Linked DNA regions of Rattus norvegicus: regions 1 and 2 are each linked to region 3. The links are chromatin contacts, called in public Hi-C maps. All regions are on one chromosome and are shown on one strand. Each heading gives the region's core, a stretch centred on a gene start, on an enhancer-like site or on the middle of the called end of the contact. The rest is flanking DNA. Distances are from core to core; before and after follow the strand shown. Region 1 has its middle 520 kb from the start of N6amt1. Region 2 has its middle 770 kb from the start of N6amt1. Region 3 overlaps Ltn1 (listerin E3 ubiquitin protein ligase 1).

The links. Hi-C and Micro-C count contacts between places; a contact is called where the count stands out from the background.
Region 1: a Hi-C map of the A7r5 cell line shows a contact between it and region 3, with 6 times the contacts expected there. The contact joins two enhancer-like sites. A contact is called at or near these places in 3 of 12 Hi-C or Micro-C datasets (the A7r5 cell line, the Rat2 cell line and Schwann cells).
Region 2: a Hi-C map of the A7r5 cell line shows a contact between it and region 3, with 10 times the contacts expected there. The contact joins two enhancer-like sites. A contact is called at or near these places in 3 of 12 Hi-C or Micro-C datasets (the A7r5 cell line, the Rat2 cell line and Schwann cells).

The regions. Positions count from the first base shown.
Region 1 is chr11:39,548,422-39,552,540 of GRCr8, reverse strand. No RefSeq gene overlaps it. Among named protein-coding and RNA genes, the nearest start is that of N6amt1, 520 kb to the left of the region's middle. Within about 2 kb of position 1,905, at least 9 of the 93 cell types and tissues checked have an H3K27ac peak or open chromatin away from gene starts, as enhancers often do.
Region 2 is chr11:39,303,344-39,307,801 of GRCr8, reverse strand. No RefSeq gene overlaps it. Among named protein-coding and RNA genes, the nearest start is that of N6amt1, 770 kb to the left of the region's middle. Within about 2 kb of position 1,626, at least 6 of the 93 cell types and tissues checked have an H3K27ac peak or open chromatin away from gene starts, as enhancers often do.
Region 3 is chr11:40,096,393-40,100,625 of GRCr8, reverse strand. Ltn1 (listerin E3 ubiquitin protein ligase 1) reads left to right here. Exons shown (of 30, transcript NM_001024235.2): 26 at 2,801-2,972; 27 at 4,126-4,233. Among named protein-coding and RNA genes, the nearest start is that of N6amt1, 27 kb to the right of the region's middle. Within about 2 kb of position 2,320, at least 11 of the 93 cell types and tissues checked have an H3K27ac peak or open chromatin away from gene starts, as enhancers often do.

The DNA of each region.
Region 1 (4,119 bases), core at 656-3,155, 550 kb after region 3:
ACTTTGGGTCTAAAAGTTCTAAAGGAATATCTAACACTTCTAAATTCTGTTCTTGAAGATCATGCAGCAATATGGGGCATTTCAATGTCAGTATAATAAACCATGGCTGCATTTTTAAAGCTTCCAAAGTAATGGAATCCTGAATGAGGAAATCCAATCACAGAACAAAACACAGGGTGTGCAATTATGCAGTCACTGATAAGTGGATATTAGCCCCAAAGCTCGAATTATCCAAGATACAATCCACAGACCACAGGAAGCTCAAGAAAGTAGGACAACCAAAGTGTGGATGCTTCAGTCTTTGTTAAAAGGGGGAAAATACTCATAGTAGGAGATATGGGTACAAAGTTTGGATCACAGATTGAAGGAATGGCCATTCAGAGTCTGCCCCACCTGGGGATCCAGCCCATACACATACAGCCACCAAAACCAGACAATATTGATGAAACCAAGACGTGCATGCTGACAGGAGCCTGATATGGCGTCTCCTGAGAGGCTCAGCCAGAGCGTGACAAATACAGAGGTGAATGCTAGCAGCAAACCACTGAATTGAGAATGGGAGGAGTTAGAGAAAGGATTGAAGGAGCTGAAGGGGCTTATAACCCCATAAGAACAACAATACCAACCAACCAGAGTTTCCAGGGACTAAACCACTACCCAAGGAGCACTCATGGACAGACCCATGGCTCCAGCTGCATATACAGCAGAAGATGACCTTGTTGGGCACCAATGGGAGGAGAAGCCTTTGGTCCTGCCATGGCTGGAACCGCCCAGTATAGGGGAATGTCAGGGCAGGGAGGCAGGAAGGGGGTGATTGGGGAGGGGAACACCCTTATAAAAGAATGAGGAGGGGAATGCGATAGGGGGCTTGTGGACGGGAAATTGGGAAAGGGCATAACATTTGAAATGTAAATAAAAAATATCAAAAAAAAAAAGTAATGGAATCCACTGTCGACATCTGAGTGCTGCAGGAGATTTACTGACTTCACAGAGATGGGTAGACTTGTTGGGGGGTAATGTGCTGGTAATGTCCGCAAGAAAAGTTTTATATACTTAGTCTGTTTTAATGATTTCTAAGCAAATCTGGTGGTGGCGGTGCTGCTTTGTTTTCATTGGTCAAGAACCATGAAGTGGAAGGAAGTACGGCTCTCCAAAATTATATCAGTTCCTGCAGCTCTTCCTTTGAGTCAGGAATATCAGATGGGCAAGCCTAGAACAATGCAGCCTAACGTCTATGCCGGCTCAGCCTGTTAGCCTTCTTACTGGCAAGGACTTGCACAGGTACAAGGGCCCTGACCTCAGACGTGTTTGTTAGGGGAAGGATCAATGGGTCACGGTTAGCCTGGAAATCCGCTCATTTTGTATTATCAGAAGCTCCATTTTATATTAACATCACATTGTATGGATGTGTTGGCAAAGCCTGTCTAATAGGAGACTGACTGTAGGATCAAAATCTAAAAGCAAGAATAGATTGATTCAGATAATGGAAGTGATGATAATAGAGACCCAGTTCTCCCTCTGAAGACGAGCAGCTTGCAGCCAGGCAGATGTATCTAGCAGTGGGCGGTGCCTGCCCTGAAAACACCTATCACAGTCCGTGATCTCAAATGCAAAGCCAAGACCAGTTCTCAAAATCCCTTTTCTGCCAAAAGATTACCTCAGAAACCTTCAGGCACAGAATTCACGGTATGACTGGACACACTCCATAATATCTGGTGTTGCTTCTATAGCTGATATAATTTTGTGGACTCAGTACTGAGTGACAGAGTAGTGTAATACTTTGTCTCTCTACTGAGATTTGGGACACGTTTATTTCTCCAGAGTGGAGGAATTCTCTCTCATGTACTTAGCATTTCGAGGATACCGAAAGTTCATGCTGGGTTGGCAGATTAACGCTGGGACATTCCGATGCTCTTTCTAATATCCGTGACTGTTCTTACGCTGCTTAGATTTTGAGAATAGCTAAGAACTAAAGTCACCTTTTGAATATTTATGTACAATAGGGAAATCCCCTCAGCAACATGCCTGACATTTAACAACATGCCGAAAATACTTTTGATTTCATGTAACGAATCAAAGCATTTTAAAAGTGTTTATGGCTTTAAGCTTTTTTCTAAATCTAAGCACCCCAAGCAGAAAGTTTTTGAAGCGTTGACTTTATTGGGTGAATAATGCACTAAAACTTAGAGAAAATGTTATGGCTCTAAAATTTGAAAATTCCATGTAGTTTCTAATGATTAGTGATATTCTCTTGCCTTCGTCTGTCACTTTCTCTGACTTCCAATTTCTGCTTGAAACTGTAAAAGAATCGTCTCAGAGTAAAAGTCCATGGGGAACAGGTTAAATCATGGACACAGTGGTGACTTCAAGAATGTCATGTGTTCTGGAGTTTAACTGCTTCTTCATGGGGACCACAGCCTGAAGTGGAGGTCTCCCTCCTAAATGCTACTGCAGAAGCTCGAAGGCTAGTTTCAGAACTTTTCTCAATTTTTCACTCCAACTAGCACTCCACAGGAACAGAGGGGCTCTTCTTGGACACAAGATGGCAGTAGCACACCGTTCACATTGGCCATTTCCTCAGAAGGATGTAGTCACAAAATCAGTTGCTTTGTGGTAAGTTAAAAGTCCTTGTGGAAGCAGAGGGAGTGGGCCCTTTAAGAGTCTGACTAGTACAATAACCACCTTCTCCTTACCACCCCAACTGCCATATCTATACATTTCTGATGTATTTCTTCCACGACCTTCAAGATTCAGTAGTAGGGAACAGAATGATACAAAAAGTCCAGCAGCCCGAATATCAAGGAAAGATGTGACTAAAGAAAGTGAGGTCAACTGTTGTGAAGATGCCCCGAGTCAACCTTGGGGGTACATATTGTGTTCTCACAAGTGCAGTAGGATTGTGGTGCTAGGTGGTGATGGTCAACTAGGTTCGTGGCAATCTATTGTTATTATTGGGTTATTTTACTTTTTCTTCTATTTTAGGGAAGTTTGGAGTTTTGCTTTTCCTAATTTTCTGAGTTCAACACACACACACACACACACACACACACACACACACACACACACACACACACTGGTTTTTCACCAGTTACACAAAAGATTTAAAAATATTATCTTGCTTTTCCTTTGTTTTTATTTTATTAAAATGTGGCAAAATACAGTATGTATGCTTTCATGTATCAATTAGTCATTCGATTAAGAATATGTAAGAAAACTTTTTTTTTACAGAGTCACATATGGTTTCAATTAAAGTTTTGTTGTTTGTCTTTCAAAATCTTCATAAAAACACTGAGAAACGAATCCTTACTCTGGCATAAGGATCAATTGAGCTACAAGTATCTGTGATTGGCTCGTGAAAACTTGGAAATAATAATACAGAATGGGGGGGAAGGGGGAACGAGCCCAGGATGATTCTAGAATTCTGATTCAGAGTTACGGTTTTCCTGTTGGCAGAAAATTTCTGGTGATTTTCCCAGAAGCACAAAGCTGCCCTGACAATACAGAATCAACGCAAGGTGGCAGAATGACTTTTCAGAACCATTTGACTCTTAGTGTACTCAACGTTTAGACAAGTTGCTAAAAAGTAGCTATCATGAACTAAGAACAGTTGGAGACATGCTACATGCTCTCCGAGTTTTGTGGAGTGAGCAAAGAATACACATTAGAGTAATCCTATTGTGCTGGTTTTCACCTTACAGAAAAAAGTAGAACTTTTAGCAACTTTTACTATTGTTTCACTATATCTTTTGTAAGTCACTAGTAGTCTCTTAATTATTCTTGTGATTTAGCAGCAAATCTGCTTGTTACAATGAGGTTCTTAAAACGTTTGAAACTGTTTTAACATTCAGATTTTTAACAGACATCATTTGGAGCACCACTTCACTCGAGATTTTACGTGCGGGTTAATATCAGCTTTTCTATAATAAATTAAACCTCTATAATGAAGCAAATGTAATACCTATGGCTGGGGGAAATACCATCGTGAAGGCCGTGCACTCAAGTTGACAGTGTATAAAAATACGCAACCTGAGGTCAGTCTTGATTATTTCTATAGGCCCAGCATAAGAATGTTTACTTAAATTTATCTGAAAGGGTTAGAGTAATAAAAGTATTTATGAA
Region 2 (4,458 bases), core at 377-2,876, 790 kb after region 3:
TGCTTACTTTTTCCCCCATTGCAAAGTTACTGAGATTCCGGTAATATCACAGTGTTGGTTTTTGTTTATATTAAAATAAGCATGAATTCAGGAAACATGATGCATAATTTTGCTTACGTCACAGTACAAAAGAATATTTAGGAATAACAGAACCTGAAAATATGGTGTTTAGCCATGGCGAGATGATTCTTGCTGCCAAGACTGATAAAACTTGATTCTGAAAACTGGGCTCACAGGGTGGAAAGAGAGAGACCCAACTGGAACGAGTTGTCCTCTGGCCTCCTCATGTTTGTCAAGGCATGAGCTCCACATAACAACCACAAAGAAAATAAATATAATACATCTCATGACCCTGCAAGTTCAGGTAGGAATCTGGAGAGATGGTTCAGGGGTTAAGAGCACTTATACCCTTGCTGAGGACTCAGTGGATTTGGTTCCTAGCACCCATGCCAACTCTGACTCCAGAGGATCCAAGGTTCTCTTCTTCCCTCCGAAGACTCCTGCAAACACATGGTGTACATATATTCACTGGATCAGACATACTTACATTAAAAGTTCTTTAAAAAAAACTCCAGAAAAGAGCTCTGACGGTAAAATTTTTAAAAGTAGGATTTATGGTAATTGCCAGATTGATGCAGAAAACGTTTATGAGTGCTTTTCAGATTCTCTTCAGTGTGTTATGATGTAAGAAATAAACTTTGGTTGTCACTTATTTTCTCTGCTGGCCTGCATTCCTTTGTGCATACTCAGGGACAACTTTTGATCTAAATACTTCTTTCTGCACTTATAGTTAGAATGACTCTTAATTTTACACATGCTAGGGTGATCTTCATCACATGAAACTGTGGTAATGTGGTCTTCTGTTGTATGGATGAAGGAACCAGAAGACGATACGATGAGCAGTGTCAGGTCCCTCTGTAGGAGCACAGGTTCATGGGCGGCAGCTTGTTTCAGGTCACTCATTCTCTGGGACCTTGTCTTTGACTGTTGGACTTCAGGTCCTTGCCTGCTTCCCACAGCACTAGTGTGCCAATTACTTGGACACAAGCGTGTCATGTGCCACTTTGTATTGTCAGTCATGTAAGCTGACTCAAAGTTACTGGAAGCTCTTTCCAAATCTTATATCAGAAGATAAAAAACAAGGGACATTGTTATGACTCAAAATTTAGAAATTTCTTGTTTATAACGTTTTAGAGAGATCAAAACAGATGTACTTTTGGAAAATCTAAAATAATAAAGTCAGCAATGTTATTATGTGCATGCAGATTACATAAAACTTCTCCGTAGCCACAGAAAGTTTGTTGTGGCACAGAGACGAAGAAACAGAACTGAAAGGATTTGTTCATTTTTTGCATGTGATAATGATTACCAGAGTCATAACCATCAGAAGTGAGTACCAACTACAGGCAAATAAAGTTTCACAGGCCCCAGTGAGCAGAAATTGCTTAACACAAGGGCAGATTACTGTGTTTTGACACATGGAGAGAGAAATAAAAAGGATCAAGGGTTCCTTCTCACCAGACTTTAGAAGTGAGAGAACTCTGTGTCACTCTTCCTTTTATGTTGAGCCCGAGGACTCTCAACTAACATGGGTTTTCTGGCACAAGGTCATTTCCTTAAATATTCCAACTTCAACCACTAGATGTCATGCAGAGATCATAGAGTAAACTGTCTTGGCTGCTTATTACATTAATCATGGCCAGTTTTGTAAAGTCAATATTTAAGGTAGTCTGGGGGAAATGTCTGATTGGTATTAAAGGTGTAGAACAGCAATGCTTTATTTCATATTATGTTTGATGTTTGCAAACACTTCTGGCAAATATAAAAGACTCACCCTACATGTTATAGAATACTACTTCACAAACCTGAAAAAAAATGCAGATTCAGAGGTTAAAACAATCTGAAAGTTTGTCAAATCAATAGTATAACAATGTAATATTATATGGTAAGAAACTGTGAATCCAAACAACTAGAGTGAAGGTGTCCTAGATTTATTTTTAAGGATTTGAACCTTGGAGTCATTTGGATGAAAAATTAGCTTGGCCATATACTAAATGAGTAAATCTAGTATAACACTTTGAGGTAACTGTGAACAACTACAATGGAGTGATTGTGAAAATTCAGGGAAACACTCGACATAGATCATTCAGAAGACTTCTTGGCATATTGTAGGTGTCCAGTCAATCACTCTGATTGCTTCAATTATGCCTCTATCATAAATGAGACTGCTGTATAAGGTAGTTATGGAACCAGATTAGAAAACATAATTTAGCAATGGAATGTGAACTCATACACAGAATAAGAGGTAAGGTTGATCCTAAAGAATTGCTAGTTCTTCAGGAATACAGAAAATGGGACTCTGGTCCATGAGGATCTTTGAACATATCTTGAAAGAAAAAAAATGAAGTTTGACTCAATTGTTACATAAGATATGCTTGGTAAGTGTGCTGGGTACCTGGTTCATCTACCCATTAGGGTTTGTGACTTCAAATGTTTGCTTTCTAATATTACTTTTTAATTCTCTTACTCCTCAGGTTTTCTTGTGCTTCTTCTTGAGTTCAAAATTTTGAAGCCATGGGTTATTATTGAAGTTATGAGTTTATAAGTTGTTGCATGGGGAGGTCTCTGAGAACCCCAGGACAATATAAGCAATTGCCACTGTGGGCTGCCCACTAGAAACACATACTAACACCCTAGTGTTTTAGGCACCATATGCATTTGTATAAGATATAGAGAACACCAGCTGGGTGTGAGGTGGGATTTTCTTCCTTGGTGTCTAGCCCTCATAGTACCAAAGGATGCTATAAAGACTGCTAGGAGAGTTGCTCTCAATACCTCTACCCAAGATGTATGAAGAACAAAACCAGTTGAAAGAAACAAAGAAAGAAACCAAAGAAACAAGTAGCATTGTCTGATAAGCTCACTGGTGCAGTATTTGAAAAGTTTGTTTAGGAGGTAATTGTCCTCTCTCTGATCAGATCTGAGGTCAGCCTTTCAGTAGGCTCCTTATGCCTGGAACTGTAAACATGGACTAGGGACATGTTTAAAGTCTATAGTAGGAAAAAAACCTGCTGTTGTTTTGTGCTAAGTGGACATGATTTTCCCTCCAAATGGCATTCTAAATAAACATATTTATTCCCCGAGCTTAGTGCTGCCATCTGCTTTGGATGAAGATGCATGCATTGCAGTGGGTAATGGGTAACTGCAGAGTCATAACTGGCCAGAGTGCTGAAAATACATGACAGTTAAAGGATTATTCACAACTGCGATGTCTATACCCTCCCCGAGGCCCAGAGAACATTGTGTACGTGAGAAAAAGACAATAAGAAAAAGATGGTAAGACAATGGATATTATGGCATTGTGGTCTTTAGGCACATCAGATTTGTGTTAACGTGACCAAAATATATTGCATATATTTGTGGAGTTTACAATGAAATAGTAAGTAAATAATATTTGTCAATAAAATATAAGAAAAGAAGGCAAGAGTAAACTAGCATTATTATGATAATAAATAACAATAGTAAACCATCTCTTAATGACCTATCATTATAACAATAGATTAAGGCATTAATCAATCAACAGTTGGGAAACTCCTGATTGTAGTAGATGAGGATCCACACAGGGACCCACAATGGTGAAAGTGAGGAAGATAACAGATTGCTCAGTCTTTATCTGTAGACATAGACCCATTTCCTCCTCAGGGCAATGGAGGAACTGTTCTCAGTTACTGGGTAAGGGTAGTCCAGGTTTCTCTCTAATAAGTTGACCATTCTCCAGTGGGAGGTAGCACATCCAAGAAATTTTATGTAGTGCAATTTGGCCTTGATGGTGGACAAGGGGATGCCAAATAAAGTGGACAGGGAAGGGGATGGGGTTGAGAAGAGCTTAGGGGAAGGTGATTATAAACAAGGCACATTGTATGAAGGAAGCTCACGAAGAAAGTTTAAAAAATGTGAAGTAACACACATGTTGAATTGCGAGCTCATTGATTAAAGGGGCATTTTGCTGTATGAATGATAGAAGTTGATAAAATTTATCCCAAGGGAAATTGCATACTTTTTCTCCAGGCAACATTGATTTGTCAAGACTAAACTTAACTCATGTAGTTAGATATGTATCTTATAAACGTTCCTTTGCTTTTTCTTGTTCTTGTTGTATCTGAAAACTTGATCACAATAGTGGGTTAGGGTATGGGAAGATGGTAGAGGCAGAGGGATCAGAAGTTGGGTTTGACATTGTGCCTCTTAGAAATTTGAGAAGTTATACCTATGAGGTGTCACCAGTATGGCTATCTGAACATAGAAATGCTAACCACATTAATAGACATGCTAACACAAATGGAGGGACACTCATAAGGCTTTACATTATAGAAAACTATAGACAACTAAAAATGTTGAATGAAGAAACACACACACAAACAAACACACTGCTCATAACTTTCTGGAGAATGAAATCAT
Region 3 (4,233 bases), core at 1,071-3,570:
GTCTAGATACTGACCCTCTGTAGGCTGCCGCTTTGCTTTAATGATGGTGTCATATGTGGTACAGAAGCCTTTTAGCCTCATGAGGTTCCATTTATATATTGATGATCTTAGTGCCTGTGAGATTGGTGTGCTGTTCAGAAAGTCCTTTCTTGTGTTAGTATTTCCTACTTTCTCTTCTATCAGGGTAAGCATATTTGGTCCTGCATCCATTTGGGGATGAGTTTTCTAAAGAATAATAAGATATGGGTCTATTTTCATTCTACATGCAAATACCAGGTTTGACCAAGATTATTTGTTGAAGATGCCAACTTTCATAGGGTATTTGTGGCTGCTTTTTAAAAAATTAGGTGTTTATAAGTGTGTGGAATTATTTCTGGGTCTTCAGTTCTATCAGCTAATTGACATAATCTTTGTGTGTGTATGTGTGTGTGTGTGTGTGTGTGTGTGTGTGTGTGTGTGTGTGTGTTGTGCGTGTGCCTGTGTGTGTGTGTATGTTGTGCGTGTGCCTGTGTGTGTGTATGTTGTGCGTGTGCCTGTGTGTGTGTGTGTGTGTGTGTGTGTGTGTGTGCCAATACCATGCTGTTTCTATTACTACAGCTCTCTACAACCAGATCTGAGATGGTGATACTTCTGGAGTTCATTATTCTGGATTACTTGAGCTATTCTGAGTTTTTGTTTGTGTTGGGATTTTGATGGGGATTGCATTGTGTCTGTAGATTGCTTTTGATAAGATGGCCATTTTCACAATATTAATCCTAATGATATATGATCCAATGTTTTAAAAATGTTTATTTCATTTTTAAATATGTGTCTACATGTTTTGTCTTGGTATTGTGAGTGTAGACACCTTTGGAGGCCAAAAGACGGTATAGGATGTCAGATCCTTTTTAGCTGGAGTTACAGGTGGCTGTGAACTGCCCAGTATGGGTCCTGGAAATCAGCGTCCAGTCATCTGCAAGAGCAGTGAGTGGTCTTGTCTGATGAGCCTTCTTTTCAGCCCTCTCTACAACTTTTCTTTTAAATGTCTCACTGTGTGACCAGACTGACTTGGGACTTATCTAGCCCCATACAGGTTTTTAACGTGTGGCAGTGTTTCTACTTGTCTTTCCAAATGCTGGGATTACAGACATTTCATTACCACATGAAAACATAGCCACAGACATGTAAATACTATTATTTTAACTGTTAAAGGACTTTCCTAATTTCTAATTAGGTATATACGTGGTGGTAGTGGTGGGTGCCCACGGAGTCAGAGCCTCTGGAACTAGAGTTACGTGTAGTTATGAGGTCCCTGACACAGATGCTGAGAACTGAGCTGAGGTCCTCTGAAAGAACAGTGCAAACACCTAACACTGAGCCATTTCTCTGCCCTTGTTTATGCTTTGAGACAGTTTCATGTAGCCAAGAGTGGCCTCAGAGTCCCTGGGTAGTGGAGGATGTGCTTGCACTTCTGAGCCCTTGCCTGTAGCTCCTGAGTCCTGAGATGACAGGTCCATACAAACACACTGGCTTATGCAGTGTGCACTGAACCGTAGAGTCCACACGGAGAGTATGAACAAGGCTGTGTGACCAGCACCCTCACTCAGTGAGCCATCTCACTGACTTCTGTATTTACTTTTATTCCTTTATATATGAAGGTGTATTGTAAGATCAGGATGCTTTACAAAAGCAGTTAACCTGTGTGTCTGTAGTGTGCCATGCAGTTTGTTTTTATCTGGTTGTTTTCTCCTGGTTAATTGTCAGTAGACGTACTTTACATAGATCATGTGACTTGGTCCCTCAGGAGGCGTGCTAAGGCCTGTGCTGGTGTGTTGTTGCTGTAAAGGTTCTGTCTCTAGATTTCTCCACTGCAGAGGGGTTTTATCGCACGTCTTTAGAGTCAGCTCCAGACCTTACAGCTTATGCTGTGAGCTGTGTGGTCCACTGGAAGGAATCATCATGGAACTGTTGCTGAGACCCAAGCAGTAAAGCTGCGATGAACACAGGCCGTGCTAGTGAGAGGCAAGTAGTTAGGACATGAGGATCACACAGAGTTCCGGGGTCTCGCTCACATGGTGCCAGAGTCTCTTGATTTCAAGGGCAGCTAGAAATTCATAGTTTTATTTAGAATTTTCTGATTGGTGGTGAAACACTTCTGATGACATTTTGTGCTACTCATTCCTGCATTCTGTTCTTAAAGAATGCTGTAATATTTGATACAGAGTAAAGTTAACCTCGAAAATGTGATTGGTCTTCCTCAGGAATTTGCCAGATTAAGACTATGGTGTGGAAGGAATGTGTGGAGGGCACGAGTTAGTCATCTGTGGGGAATGGCAACTACATATTCTTGGCTCAAATAGAGCTGCAAACCAATGTCGGCTGTACTGATAGGGAGTTGATTTGAGAAAGATGTTAGAACTCTGTATCTAACAGTGAGGAGGGACACTGCTGGCTTAGGAGGAAAGGTGCAGTCCATGTCATAGAGAGGAGGGAAGAGAGAAGGTGTAGGTCTCATTTCTAGGAGTGCTCCTGTAATAATGCGTTCTCTCTCTCTCTCTCTCTCTCTCTCTCTCTCTCTCTCTCTCTCTCTCTCTCTCTCTGTCCTCTCACCCTCTCCCTCCCCCCATCCATGCATCCATGTCTGTTCAGACCGTGTTGGAGCATGTTAGTGTTCTGCCACTGAACCACGTCACAGACCTCTCCTGTGTAATTCCACCACTGGAAGTGCATTGTTCTGTAGCACTGTATGATCCATTCAGGGTCATTGTTCTTTCGTCTTGGTTTAGTTGCCTTTACTAATGCATCCTTTGCTTTCCGCCAGCTTCGTGCTCTGTATTCAATGTACCTACGGAAAACCAAGAGTCTGAACAAATTACTCTACCACCTGTTCAGACTTATGCCAGAAAATCCTACTTACGGAGAGACGGCGATTGAGGTGTCAAATAAAGACCCCAAGACCTTCTTCACCGAGGAGCTTCAGCTGAGTATTAGAGGTCAGTGAGTGACACGGGTGCATCCTTCTTAGGGACTTTGTACTAAACTTCCTGGAGGTGTGGAGGACAATCCCAGTGGGAAGTCTCAGCCACAATGCAAGCTTCCCCACATTTATCTAGTAGGACACATAGCTGGGTCTTAGAGATAAGAATTCCATTCGAGTTTGAAGCTGTGTTCTTTAGAAGCTGTGTTTTTCTTTTTAATTTTTGTTTTTTGAGACAGGGTTTTACTCTCTGGCCCTCGCTTGCCCAGGACTCATTGTAGAGGAGGATGGCCTCAGACCCCTGAAGACCGGTTTGGTCTTCTGGGTTTAAAGGCATGTGCCACTATACCTAGCTATCTAGATTCAGTCGGTGAAACAAAAATTAAAGTGAAGTTGACGTTCTTCACCTGGAAACTCAGGTTTTAGTTGAGACAGAAATGCAGTGTATCTGTCTGTATAAACTGTGAAGAACTAAACATCCTTAACCAAGGATGCTCTATGGGGTGAAGATGGGAGTGTTATGTGGATGAGTGTTTTGCCTGAGGGCATCTGCACTATGTTTCCCAGAGAGGCCAGTAGAGGGTGTCTGGAATTACAGACAGCTGTGGGTGACCATGTGGGTGCTGGGACTCTAGGTTCTTTGCAAGAGCAACAAATATCCCTAACCACAGGGCTATCTCTCCAGGATTGGATGATTTTTCTAGGACTTCAGTCCAGCAGCTTAGTGAGCTTTGAGACAATAAAGAAAGCAACTTACTTTTTTTTTTTTTTCTTTTTTTCTTTTTTTTCGGAGCTGGGGACCGAACCCAGGGCCTTGCGCTTGCTAGGCAAGAGCTCTACCACTGAGCTAAATCCCCAACCCCAGCAACTTATTTTTATAATTAAAAAAACAAAATAGCCTTAAGTGTTTCTCTTTTAAAAATAGCTATCCCATTTCATTTGTGTTCTGTTATGTGAGACATTTCTGTATCAGGGATTTTTATTCCTACCTCTTGATCAGTTTGAGTGTGTGGGAGGGTGCTAATCCTCTTGGAGTTGGGGCCTTTCCCTGTTTTATGAGGCACCACACTATTGTTGAGTAATGTCGGTGGCTTTCTAAGGTAATTCTGTTAGTCTGCTGTTCTAGGGAGAAGTACATATCACTAACTTGGAATTTGTTTTTTCCTCAGAAACAGCAACACTGCCGTATCATATCCCACACCTGGCATGTTCAGTCTATCACATGACTTTAAAGGACTTGCCTGCCATGGTTAGGCTATGGTGGAATAGCAGTGAGA